Linked DNA regions of Rattus norvegicus: region 2 is linked to region 1. Evidence: chromatin contacts called from public Hi-C data. All regions are on one chromosome and are shown on one strand. Each heading gives the region's core, a stretch centred on a gene start, on an enhancer-like site or on the middle of the called end of the contact. The rest is flanking DNA. Distances are from core to core; before and after follow the strand shown. Region 1 holds the start of Stt3b (STT3 oligosaccharyltransferase complex catalytic subunit B). Region 2 has its middle 99 kb from the start of Stt3b.

Evidence for each region. Hi-C and Micro-C count contacts between places; a contact is called where the count stands out from the background.
Region 2: a contact with region 1 is called in a Hi-C map of kidney, with 2.9 times the contacts expected there. The contact joins the enhancer-like site here to the promoter of Stt3b in region 1. A contact is called at or near these places in 2 of 12 Hi-C or Micro-C datasets (kidney and liver).

The regions. Positions count from the first base shown.
Region 1 is chr8:123,868,669-123,876,044 of GRCr8, forward strand. Stt3b (STT3 oligosaccharyltransferase complex catalytic subunit B) reads right to left here and starts at 3,511. Exons shown (of 16, transcript NM_001170539.1): 1 at 3,140-3,511. The coding sequence starts at 3,447.
Region 2 is chr8:123,968,020-123,974,698 of GRCr8, forward strand. No RefSeq gene overlaps it. Among named protein-coding and RNA genes, the nearest start is that of Stt3b, 99 kb to the left of the region's middle. Within about 2 kb of position 4,647, at least 4 of the 93 cell types and tissues checked have an H3K27ac peak or open chromatin away from gene starts, as enhancers often do. A contact at or near this core is called in kidney, where this site is marked.

The sequences.
Region 1 (7,376 bases), core at 2,261-4,760:
ATACCATAGTTTCAGCTAAAGCCTAAAGCTTTAAATTCTAAATTCCCCAATTCTCTCTAGAGAGAAGCCCCTAAAAGGCTGTGCCATGAGAAAAAGGGCATCTCCTTAGAGTAGTGCTAATGGGAAGAGCTACCACAATCTGTCAGAAGCTAACAGGAAAGGTCTGGCTAATGTAGCATACAAGTGTTCATAATCACAGCAAAACTGCAAAGACTAAACACAATGTTGGATAAAAGGATAAAGCTAGATGCTTGTCCTTAAACTAGTTGGTCAACCAAATGTCTGGCACCTACAGAACAGTCTCAACTGCTTCCTGGACTCCTGTCAGCTCAACTGAGAAGGGAGAAACATCACTGGCACAAAAGGTGAGAATATAACCCCAAAACATTGCCAAATTAACAAAAGAAAAGGTACTTAAGTCAATAACCTCATATACTACCACCTCTTATAGTAGTTGGTAAGATTTATAACTTGGGAAAATTTAAAAACAGGTGTAATTTGGTGACAACTCCCTCTTGGCAGCTTTCTGACGTCTCACAATTCAAGAGGCACTGTTAGTACAGAAGCACTCACCATCAACTGCCTTTCCCGAAAAGGATTCAGAAATTGGGGGGGTGGGGGTGGGGCTGAAAGTGTGGGCAGGCCAAAATTGGTTCATAGAAACAGGCAGAGAGAACATTGAAATATTACTAAAGGTTCCCATCACTGCTGCACGGTAATCTGAGCCACTTCCAAGCTAGTGTGTGAGACTGCTCTTACTAGCTTTGGAGAAAACTGTTTTAAAAGTCAAAAGTAATGACAGGCCACAGGCAAGCTATACAACCTCACTTGTAAAAAATTTTCAAGAATGATTATGAGATGGAAGAATGAATGGCATGCCTATTAGTAACAGCCATGAAATGAAAATCTAAAGTGAACACAGTGTTCTTTTTGTTTGAACTTGATTTCTCTCATTAGGTCTCTTGAATCAGGCATTCCACGAGATTCACCCAGACAAGTCGCCATGCACAGTGAGGTGCAGGGACAATTCCTTTACTACACTATCTGCTCATTAGAATGTTCTAACATTGCAAGTGTGAACATTTCATCAAGAATACACATTTGACACTGCCACTGGTAGGTGGGAGAGCTAAGTAAGTAAGCAGGTAAGTAAGTAAGCAGGCCTTGGCTGTGGACACTGCAGGTCAGTGTGTGTGGATTAAAATTGAAGTGGACCAGACTCGGATGGAACTGTGTTCCCATACACAGCAGACATAAAAATAGATTTTCATGAATAAAAAGTTATGATCTCAAATTTCTAAGGCCATCTAAGCCTCCTCATATGCAGTTTTACTAGGGGGAAAATGAGCAAAAAAAATTAAAATCGCCTCATTTATTTGTGCATTTATCTGTAATCATTAATTTCAGCATCTGAGTTAACTCTTAGCAGTTAAGAATCTTCCACTTGTGGGGTTGGGGATTTAGCTCAGTGGTTAGAGCGCTTGCCTAGGAAGCGCAAGGCCCTGGGTTCGGTCCCCAGCTCCGGAAAAAAAGAACCAAAAAAAAAAAAAAAAAAAAATCTTCCACTTGTAAAAAATGTTACTTTCTGGAAGTATCTAAAATTCACTTTGGAAGTATTTCCAAATTTTGTTACACCCTGTGCTATCTTCATCTAAAAAGACACAACTTTCTCTTCTAGTGTTGTTCAGTAAATTCTAGTGGCTTTCATTTCTGGTCAATTTTATTTTTAATCTAATTGTTTGTTTCATGCTCTATCCAGTTACTTCACAAGTACTAGTAGGGTCATAGTAATCTCCACCAATATGATTTTCTTCTCTGGTTCCAAATAACATAATGGTCATTTATAAAGCAAATCTAATGTTAGAAAAAAATTGATACCTCTAAAATGGGACAAAAACCCCTCACAGCAGGCCGTCACCGTGGCTCACTGCTTCTCTAAACTGTTTTCCTTCAGTAGGCCCCTCTGGTGTTCAATAGATATTGCAGCATAAATATGTTTCTTAAAGTACAACTTAAATCCGATACTGAACATTTAGGTTCCCCCGGCAAAAATTCATTTATAACCTATATATTATTAACTCTTAAGAAGATTCTCTGTGCATTTCAAATGGTAAGACAAATACCCTACCGTTTAATTAGGTCTAATTACAAGTAAGATTAATTCAAGGTTGATAGGGCAGCCAGAGAAATAAACTAGTTTAAAGAGGCGCGCTCCTGCTCTCTTTCTCAACCCCCCCACCCCTCTCTGAAAGAAAAAACAAAAAAACAAAAAACAAAAACTTAACTCAGGTTGGCCCAATGGGGAGAAAGCCCAAAGCAATCTTCCAGTCTAGGTAACTCTGTGTTCAGAGTTGGGTTAAGTCCCTAAAACCTTCAGGTCAATGAGTGCCATGCAGCGTGTGCAACTTCGGCACCACAATCTAGAGCTCCCAGCACGGTGTGTGGTACGGTTTGTACTCTTCTCCACAGACCTTCCTGCAGAGACCAATAAAAGAACTCATGCAACGCTGTCGGATATTGTGGTAACAACCAGGGTGAGAGTTCGGCTAACAGAATAACGATCTCGCTCTAAAAAGCAACGCAATACAACAGTACAAATAGTGTGGCGAGCTGAGAGCACTTAAGGGCCTTAGGGGGGTTAAAGAGACACTCCTGAAAATACCTGGGGCTGGAAAAACACGAGGCGCTACCACTGCGCTCGCTTTCGGGATAATATTTCTCCCCCTAAATCCTAACACTCCGCTCTCCAAGAGAGAGAAAATACAAGGGGAAAGAGTGAAACTGCGAGGCTGAGCGGACGAGGGGTTCCAGTCATCTCCAGCGGCCAGAAGGCAATCCCGGGGCTGCTCCGAGGCAGGAGAGGAGAGAAATGAAATAAAATGCAACAAGGCGCAAAGCTGCGGCGGAGAGGGCGTGGGGAAGGGGCCCCGGGAGCAAGCCGGGGCGCGGCGGGGAAGAGGCGCCGCGCGGGGCCGGCCCACCCCGGGGGCGGAGGACTGAGGCTCCGCTCCCGGGCAAACTTCGCCAGGCGGGCAGGGGGCGCGCCCGGCCCGGCCCGCGGGAGACCGGGTGGGATCCGAGGGGCTCTGGACAAACGGGGACCGCGGGCTGCCTGCGGGGGAAGGGCGGGCACACTCACCACGGGTCGAACTCGTGGATGATGCTCTCGAAGCGGATGACGGCGAAGAGGCGCGAGCTGAAGCCGGCCAGCCAGGCCAGGAAGAGGATGGTGAAGGAGAGCAAAGACTGCCACCCGGCCGGCTGCGACAAGCCCCCGGACAGCCCCGCGGGGGGCCCCGGCTTCGGCGCCGCCGCCGCCCTGGAAGCGCTCTGGGCTCCGGGCCCGTGGTGCCCGTGGCGGCTGTTCCCCAGAGCCATGAGGCCGCTCCACGGGGACGAGTTGAGAGACGACTTGTGCTTGCTCTCCGGGGCCGAGGGCTCCGCCATGTTGTGCCCCGGCGGCGGGTCTCGCTCGTCCTCCGCGGCCACCGCCGCCGCCTGGAGCGAGGGGTGCTGGGCGGAGACCCAGAGGAGGAGGAGGAGGAGGAGGAGGAGGGCGACGGCGACGACAACCAGGAGGAGGAGGCGGAGGCGGAGGAAGAGCTGGGCGCGCTCCCGCCCTCAGCACCGCGAGGCCGGGACACTGTGGGTGGAAGCGGCGGCGGCGGCAGCGATCCGGAGTCTCCGCCTCAGCAGTAGCCGCGACCGCCGCGGTCTCAACCCAAAAGGCCCCTGCGCCCCACTAGCCATCCGTGTCCCCCGTGCGGCTGAGGAGGCGGCAGTGGCGGCGAGAGCCGACGGGACGAGGGCGCCAGAGGAGCGGTGGCTCGGAGCAGCAATGACATTCCCCCGCCCGCCCCGCCGCGAGGATCACAAAGGGGGAGGAGCCCCCTGGAGTCCGGGCGGAGCTCAGGCAACCTTTGACTCCGCCCCCTCTCCCAACAGGAACTGGCCCCTCCGCCTGTCACAGAGCGACAGGTCCGTTAAGGGGCGGGGCCGGAATGGCGGCGTGCACCAACAGGAGCGCGAGCAGGGTCTTGGGCGGGGCTTCGGCTGAATGGCCCTCCCCTCCTCCCCCTCCGCCTCGCGGCCTCGCGCCTATTCGCCGCCGGCCGCGGCTACGATTTCATTGTCAGTTGAAAGACGCGGTTTCGCGCGCGGGCCTGTTTGGGGCCCTGGGGAAGGGCACCAGGAGGTTCGGCTCGCTTCCCCGCGTGGATCCTGACTCGAGGAGCAGAAGGTCCCACGTCCCAGTCGGCTAAAGGGACGCAGAGAGCACGGCCCTGCGGTCGGCTGCTCGGCGGCCGTGACTTTTAACCCGCTCAGCACGGAGCGCCCGCCACGTGACTGGGCGCGCAGGCGCGGTGCAGGGTCCTGGGCGCGTGGGTCCAGCTGCTAGGCTGAACGTGCCTGAGTGAGTGGCTGGGTCGCTGCATTCTCTGTCCCTGTTGTGCTGCCCTGAAAACTTAGAGAGGGCAGACGATCGTTCGAGCCGCAGCCAGGCGCACGCACACACACAAAATGTCACCTTCTTTTTCCTGTGTTTCCCAATTGCCAGGACATTATTTTTGCAGCTCAATCTTTTGACTGCAAGAATTCACTATTTCCACCTGCCTACGTTCGTCCCGTCACCAAATTAACTTTTCCTGGACTAGGTTAGCTATTTCCCAATTCCCACTTTAGCAAACTAGCGAACCGAAAACCCCTGTGTAGGAACTTTTCCTTGTCTGGGGCAGTTTGCTTATACCGCCTTCTTCCTCCACAACTGGCTCCGCCCATCCCCCAAAGCACAAAAGTCAGAGATAAAGATCAGCGGGATCATTGGGAGACTGGAATTACTGTGATATAAGCCCCCTCCCCCACTCCCTACAATAACCTACAGAGGTTATTGTAGAAACAAGGGCCAGTTAATATTTTATTGGTTTCTTTTGTGACACTGGAATTTTTAAAAATGTGTGTAAAGAAGATTAAGTCCTGTAAAAATTGCAAAATAAAATTGTGTTTCGTTGCTTATTGTCTTCGGTAAATGAACAAACGTACCTAACTAGTATATTCAGCCACTCCCAACCTAGTGATTAACTTTGCCGGTTTCCTTATAAAAATAAATAGACTCTCATCGGAGAAAACAAGCCTTCCATAAATAGATCTCCTCACCACCAATTTAATATCCAACATTTATTAAACATGTAAATTTTAATGAGATTCACCGTAGAATATTAACCAATCTCTTTGAACAAAGAGAGGCAATATGTCCTTTCTCAGAAAAGTGCGTGTTAAAATGGCGGCATTTCTTTTGACCCATGTTTCATGAACCTATCCATCTAAAATAACAGGATTTATCTGGTGACTCTCACTTTAGACATTTTGGGTGTCTCTTGTATTACAGGTGTTCCCCATTGAGTTTCTGTCTTCTCCCTCTTGGCGGTTTAGTGACGGGAGGCCCAGTCTGAAAGGGAGTAGAAACAATTACAATAAATTGTAAAACACAAGTCACCTGTGTGGGACCATCCTTTCATCTTTGTATGTGAGAGTGGGCATATGTGTACTATGGGCATAGATGTGAACGTCAGATAACAGTCTTTTTTGTAGACCAGGTTAGCCTCCTGCCTCACCAGAGAGCAGTGTTTCTCAACCTGTGGGTCTCAATCCCTCTGTCAAACTGCTATCTCCTAAAATATTTACATGGTAATTCATGGCAGTAGCAAAATGACAATTATATGATAGAGCAACAGAAGTAGTTTTATGGTTGGGGGTCCACAGGAGTAATTGTATTAAAGGGTCACAGCATTAGGAAGGTTGAGAGCCACTGCCACAGAGCATTGGGATTATAGGCACCTGCTGTCACATCCAGCCTTCTATGGTTCTGGGAAATCAAACTGAAGTCCGCGTGCTTGCGTGGCTTGTCAGTATAAAATGAGCTTATCTGGGAACACCATGGAACATTGTTCAGAAATGCAAGGAAATGCAGGGTCATGATGTAGACAAGGGTAAATGAGCTCCCGGGAAAGCACGAGGACCCACTCTAGTAGGAAACCCGAGAAACATGGCTCCTGTCCTCACACCCACATCAGTCAGCCCGTTGGACTGGTAAGCCTGTTGTGTAAACTGTGGTGAACACGAGAGGAACAGTTCAGGGGAGGCTGACGGACAACCGAATGAGAGCGTTACCAGAGGAAGCAGAACTGCGGATAAGGACGGGTCAGAAGAAGAAAGGAAAGAGAAGCAAAGGTCCTGTGGTGCTGGAGAGGGGAAAGCAAGGAACTCAAGAAAAGACTGGTATAGATGCCACACAGATCATAGAGTAAACTGGGAGAGGCCGTGCTGAGAGGAACATTGTACATTGTTTTAACTTGAGAGTGTTGGGAGAGCATGGAGGGTTCGAAGTTGGATGTAGAGGGTGTTTGATGAAGCGGGTGATCCAGTGTATGCTTTAAGAAGACTCCAGGGTCTGCTCTGAGAGGGGATCAGTAACAACACATTTGTAGTTGATCTGAGAGTTCTTGAGAGTCCCAGACCTTCGAAACGGTTGGATATTGCATGCTCTGGATTTACAGCCTTTCGATGTATTAAAAATGGCTTCCAGTCTGTTTAGGATGCTTCTGTCTGTGGGCCACTGTAAACATGAACTCCCTGATTCTTACATGCCTCTCATGGCCTTGCTGAGCTGAAAAGTGAATCTTCTTCTTAACCATCATAATTTCACCAGTTTCCTTAGCAAGTTTAGAGGTTGGATTACACATCAGCACTCACACAGCTAGGAGAGACCATAGACTACTTTCCAGAAGTCTGGCACCAAAAGTACAGAGGACCAAGTTAGTCAGACCAGGAAATCAGTGTCAGGGACTGGAGAGAGTGATGCAGAGTGGAAAAAACTAAGTCTCGAGTTTGCACCAGCTTAAATCTCCTGCTAAGAGACCATGGTGTATGACGGATCTGAAAACACCACCAGGCACCATCCTAACTCCGTTCTCCTCAGGTCCGTTTGGCGAGTCACTTCACCTCCAAGCCTCAGTGTTTATGGACTACCCCTTCCTAGAAGGGTTCTGTTCAGAAGGAAAGAAGGAGCCCATGAAAAGAACTTGACCCAGTGCCTGGTTGGAAGGGGGAGCAGTCACTCCCTGTTGGTTATTAGGAGTGTCAGTAGGACTTATGCAGACAGATGGTAAGATGGCTCAACTTCGTCATGGTCAGGAGAAGAATCTCCCATGACCGAAGCTTGTCTGAATGCTTCTCTGTTTCCTCTGCCCGGAGAGCGCTTACATCAAATAAAGCCCTCATTTCCCCCAACACCTGTACATACACAGATACACAAGAAGCACTGTGTGACAGGGAACTATTGTCTCTGGCCAGCAACTCACAGGACCTGAGGATGGCCA
Region 2 (6,679 bases), core at 3,397-5,896, 100 kb after region 1:
TGTCTCCGTAAAACTGCCATATACACCCCCCCCTACACACACACACACACACACACACACACACACACACACACACACACTCTTCTGCTCTCAAATAGCCTCTTTTTTCTGTGCTGTTCTCATGTGAGTTGGGCATATCCTATCTCTGACAAATTTTTCTGTCAAATTTTTCTCTGATTCATCATTTTATCTACCCCTCAATTAGATGCCACTTTTAAACATGGCTGCTTCTTTCTACAAACTAACCTTGACTTCGTTGGTAGCCTCCAGCAGGCCCCAAGAACCAGGGACCTGGGCTAGGTCAACCTTTAGTTACAGCTTTTTAGCAACAGTAGGTGAGAAATACCTACTTCTAAGCTCTAAATGCACATGGTACACTCTGAGGGCTACCACTGGGGAGATGGCTCTCGGCTCTCTGAGGGTTTCAGCCCCAGATTACCTTTTGGCAACCAAGAGGCTCTACTTAACACACAATAAGAAAGCATCTTCTAGCACACAGTGGTACACTGTAAGTAGAAGCTGGCAGGGAGAAAAGAGAGAGACACCTAACCATCCCCCTTTTTGTATGTGCTTGTGGCCTCCTGTTGCCCAGATGTGAAGCTAGCCATAGTTTCAGCTAAACACGTTACGTGTTCATAGATGAAAATGATAAATTATACAGATGAACGAAGAGAAGAAATTAATATACTATTTTATCTTCAAAGGGAGCCAGGCAATTATTGGTGTGTGTGCTTCAGGGGCGTTCGAGTAGAGGGGGCAGAAAGTAAATTGATTTCTCTTTCAAACAATGGAATTGTGCCAAATGCAGCTCCCTGGCCTTTTATTTGCATTCTTTTATTAACATTTTTAAATTAGAAAACTTCTGCGAGCTAAATCCTTTCCCCTTCCCTTCCTCCCTCCCTCATATAGAGTCTCACCATGCAGCCTTGACCGGCCTGGGACTCACCATGTAGACCAGGCTAGCCTCACTCACACATACGTGCCTGCTTCTGGCTTCAGGGTACCAGGATTAAAAGTGTACACCACCGTGCCTGTTTAAGCTAAGTACTTTAAAACTCAAAAATGGGTTTCTGAAAACACTTTTTAAACTGAGTAATGCATTCATTGAAGAAAACCATTGAAAAATCCAGATGAGTAAGTTAGACCGTGGTTCCGCAATGCGAAGGTTCCTGGTGCAGGACTTTTCTAGTTCAGTCCTCTGGGGTTGATCACTAAGGACCAAGCTTCTGCTAGCTCGGCTTGCTAGACAGGAACCAGCAAACATGAGAGGTGCTAACACTATCTTCACACCTTTGATTATTTCTGAAGGCCAAAGACTTTGGAGCACTGGGCCAAAGAACATGCCCAACTGTAAGGTCGCTCACTGGTCAATATTGCTAAATGGGATTTTTTGGTAATAGGTCACTAGGCTTTGGAAGGCCCCCCCTTTTTTTTGTATGATTGAAAAAGAATTCTCCTGAGCACAGCTTGAAAACATTTGCAATGTCAGCCTGGTACAAGCCTGTTTGGCGTTTAAGCTTTAAAATCTTTTCTGGGGACTGGTAAAATGGCCCAGCAGGTAAAGGTGTCTGCCGTCAGCCCGAGGACCTTGGTTCAATCTCCTGCAGGAGACAGCTGATTCCTCCATTGCCCTCTGATTTCCACAGCACACATATCCCCCTTCCCCACACTAATAGATGTGATAATTTAAAAAAAAACCAAGGGGCTGGGAATTTAGCTCAGTGGTAGAGCGCTTACCTAGGAAGTGCAAGGCCCTGGGTTCGGTCCCCAGCTCCGAAAAAAAGAACAAAAAAAAAAAACAAAAAAAAACCCACTTTTCTGGGGTAGCAATTTAATCAGATCCCAACCACTGTAAGTGACACGTCACACAGAGAAGCTTCGTGAATCTTTGTGAAAGACACGAACGTTTACAAGGAGAACGAAATTACCAAGGAAGTGATTTCAGATGAAGAAAGGAACAGCCTGGCCTTTGAAACTGTCTCCAGAGGGAGAAGTCCACTTGCTTTGATTCTGTTTCTTTGAGCCAAATCCAGAGGAGCAGCCCAGCCTCTCCTCTTCCTCCCCTTGTCAGGAGATGAAGCACCTGTCCTGTGTTCTGGAAGTTTCCCTTTAAGAAGTTCTTCCATAATCTTTGAAGATTAAATGCTGTCATGATAAAAGAAAGTATAAAATGTTTGTAAATATTTATTGAGATAAGGATAACTTTCAAAAGCACTTAATTCTTTGTAATTCTTTAATTTGGAAAACTAATAGGTTAGTGTGTAGGTGGGTATTCATACCATAGATGTTTTTTAAATTCTCCAGTACATACTGTTTTTGATACATATATATTAGACTGTTAATACATGTCCATGCTATTTTATTTACATAAAAAAAAAAAAAAAAAAGAAGTTCTTCCATGTTTCCTGCCTGCATCTGGTTTCAGTCACAGAGCACAGAAGCCACCATACGGAGCTCTGTCCAGCCGACATCTGGCCGCCTTCCAGCAATTATCTGAGAAATTCTATTTCAGCCACAAAACGTCCAGCTGTAATCAACTTGCTAATTTTGGTCACCACCCCCCCCAGCAGTGAGCAATCATGATTGGGTCTGAGGGGGCAGGGATCATGTCTGTGACCCCACAAATCCTTTCTCTATGAGCTGTTACTTGGGAGTCCCTGGGACACAATCTTCGCCCGTTAACATTTCAGCATTTCTAGATTAGGTATCTGGATGGAGGATTTGGTGCTTGGTACCAGCAGGATGCTAACTAAGGGTCAGGTGACCCCTCCTGCTGATGTCCTATGGGCAGGTTGATGTATTTGCACATGCCTTGCTTGACCAAGGTGTGTCTCCCAGCCATTAGTTCTGACAGGGATGGCAGGGGCAGCTAGCTGTAGTAGGAACAGTCAGCCACATAGATGAGTGGCAGCCAGTTACGGAGGGTAATTGATTCTTGGCTTATCTAGTTTTGAAGCATCACTTACCCAGAGATCCCAACTTAACCCTACCAGTTAAGATCCCCACCCTCTGTGTGTGTGTATGTGTGTGTGTGTGTATGTGTATGTATGTGAGAGAGTATGTGTGATTGTGTGAGTGTGCCTGTGTATGTATGTGTTTAAGTGTGTGACTGTGTGTGTGAGTATGTGAATGTGTATATGAGTGTGTGTGTGTGTGAGTGTATGTGAATGCACATGAGAGTATTTGAGAGAGAGTGTGATTGTGTGTGAGTGCCTGTGTGTGTGTATGTGTGAGAGTATGTGTGATTGTGTGACTGTGCCTATGTATGTATGTGTGTGACTATGTGTGTATGTGAGTGTGTATATGTATGTGACTATGTGTGTATGTGTGTAGAAATGTCTGTGAATGTATGTGAGAGTGTGTGTGTGCCTGTGTGTGAAAGTGCGTGAGTGTGTATGAATGTGTGTGTGTGTGTGTGTGTGTGTGTGCATATGTGACTCAGGTATATTCCTCAATTGTGCTGGTCCTTATCATTTTTAAATTTTTATTTTATGCACACGGAGGCCAGAAGAGGGTGTCAGATCCCTTGGAACAGGAGTTTTAGACAATTGTGAGCCACCATGTGGGTGCTGGGAACCGAACCTGGGTCTTCTGCAAGAGCTGCCAGTGCTCTTAACTTCGGAACCATCTCTTCAGGTTGCTCTTCCCCGTAGTTTTGGAGACAAGGTCTTTCACTGAGCCTGGGCTTGGCCCATCTGACGGTCTGGCCAGCAAGTCCCAGGAGCCAGTCCTCTGCTCTCTGTTCCTCCTGAGCTGGAATGGAATTCCAGCTTTTACGGTGGAACACTGCGTCTTTACAGCATCTTTACTGTGTCTCTCTAATGTTGCCAGTGTGTGTGTGTGTGTGTGTGTGTGTGTGTGTGTGTGTGTGTGTGTGTGTAATTCAGGACTCCTGATGGAGTGGTGTTCACTTTACATACCAAGCCTCCACCCTAGCTACTGCCACACACACTCTCACACACACACGCGCGCACACACACACACACGCACACACACACACACACGCACACACACACACACACACCCGCGTTGACAAAAGCTGTCGCCCCATTGCAGAAAAGCCACAGAGGAGAGTTTCCAGGGTCCAGCAAAAGCATGAAGCCTGCACAGCCAATTAAGTGTGGCAGATCAGCTCGGTAGGTGGATGCCGGAATCCCATCCTCTCCCAAACATTTCAAAGTAGAAAATCGTTTCCCAGTGAAACCCAACCTAGGAGGGCGATGAGAAAGCCTGCTGCTTTGTGTTAGGGTAAAAGCCTGTTTCTGTTTCTTATAGCTTGAGGCGGGGAGATAGAAGGGAAAGACAATGGAATCCAAAATTTGCATGTAGAAAATGAGATCTTCCTCCCCAAACTGTCAGGGCAGATTTTCACACATGCTGTTGAGATTTAATTTTCTCCACCAAAATAATAATGGAATTCTAGGCAACTTCTTGTTTTAAAAAAGATAGTTCCTACCTCAGGTGTAACCCGCCAAAAGATGAGAGCTATTTCTTTGGGAGCGGTCGGAAACTGGGAAGGTGGGTGTGGCCTAGCAGCAAGGTCAAAGGTCAAAGTCTGTCCTTGCCTCAGGACTGCTGAGCCAGGAGCTCTCAGCCCCGCCTCACGAGGCAAGCCCCTCCCACCCACATTATTTCCTAGGGTTGATTTTTTTCTGTGTTGCAGAAGCAAAACAAACAAAGAACCAAGCCAAACCGGACCAAAACTACTACCTCTCCTCTTACCATTTGTTAGTTACACAAAGCCCAGGTTCCCTTTCATGGATTAAACTTGAACTGTACACCTACGATACTTTTTGTTTTTTTTTTTTTTTGGCTTGAGTTCTAATTTTCATTAATTATTGATCAAGTATCTGGCAAGAGTTGCTAGTGGACGCTCTGACGTGATGATGCAATCCCAGCCAGGCAGACTCTGAGGAGTGACTGACCTTGCCCTGAGCTTTGGAAAGCCAGCTGAGCCCTGGAGTTCATGACACCGTTTTTTTCCCACTCCAGTGGGTTTTTAGCCAATAACTAGAAAAACAGAAACATCCCAAGGTAGCACAGGGCTCTTGTTTTCCCAACAGGAGCAACTTGGAGTCACCCTCTGCAGGTTTGGCTTGAACACTTGCCCCTCTGGGGCTCTTTCTCTGTCTACGATTTATCACTGTGCAGCAAACAGCTCAAATGTCAGCCACCCACCAGTGCATAGTAAGGGACTTCAAAGCCTCCATCAGTCTCTTGAGAGTGATGGCCTAGGACAAGGAGAGACAAGTGTGGATATTCCCAAAGTTGGGTTTGGCCGGGCCACACCTTGGAGTGGTTAAAAGCAGGTCTCCAGGAGCTGGAGAGCTGGTCCAACTAGAAGTAGATGGTCTTGAGTTTGGATCTCAGCAACCATGTAACAAGTTGGGTGTGACCAAACATATGCCAGCAACCCCAGCTAGTAATCAAAGTAGATGAAATCACATACACAAGCGTGCGTGCACACACACACCCATACACCACACACACACACACACCACCCACACATACACACCCACATACACAGACACCACGCACACACACATACACACACCACCCACACATACACACCCACATACACAGACATCACACACAATACACCACCCACACATACACACCCACATACACAGACACCACGCACACACATACACACATACACACACACACATACATACACTCACACACATGCACCACACACACACAATACACCACCCACACATACACACCCACATACACAGACACCACACACACATACACACATACACACACATACACCACCCACACATACACACCCACATACACAGACACCACACACACACACACATACACCACCCACACATACACACCCACATACACAGACACCACACACACACACATACACACCCACATACACAGACACCACACACACACATACACATGTACACATGCACACACTGACACACACACACACACACACGCACATACACACTCACACACACATCAATACATTGATGGATAAAAGAAAGCTGCTCTGGTAATGCCAGACGCTTGTGAGTTGGACAAATACTCATCCCTTTAGGCCTCAGCCTCCTCATTTCTAAAACCTAGACCATATTGCTCTGTTGAAGAAATTGAATAATTCATACCCAGGACTTACTACTTGCTCAAATGCTTGATAAATAACCTATAATGTCATGCTACCATTCACTGAGGAAAAGAAACATCTGCTCACCTCAGATAGGAAACTTGACAGACAAAAGAAATGATTCCAGCCAAGTCCAGCTTGGCACACCAGAGTGAGTTTGAGTTACTTACAGAAGCATGTCTCTCTAACAGCCACAGTTCCAAAATCTCCACCCTAGCTTGGGTGTTGAGTCACAAAGGTGCATCACTAGAGACCCAACCACACTCCACCTTCTGCTTCCTGTCGACTCTAGGACCTCCCAGGGCCATGCACAACTGAAGTAAGGAGGAGTGGTGGCTGGAGACTCAGATGAAGGTCTAATGTTCCTACTCCCGCCGTTCTGATGCAAGAGAGGCTACTTGCGAGCATGACCATCATACCACTCATGGAGGTCAGAGTTCTAGCACGCACAACATGCAACTTCTATAAATGTTCCCAGTTTGGATGAGTTAGGTTTCTGCGGCTGTAACAAAATAGCGGAGATAAACAATTTACAAAGGGGAGACTGGGAGCTGG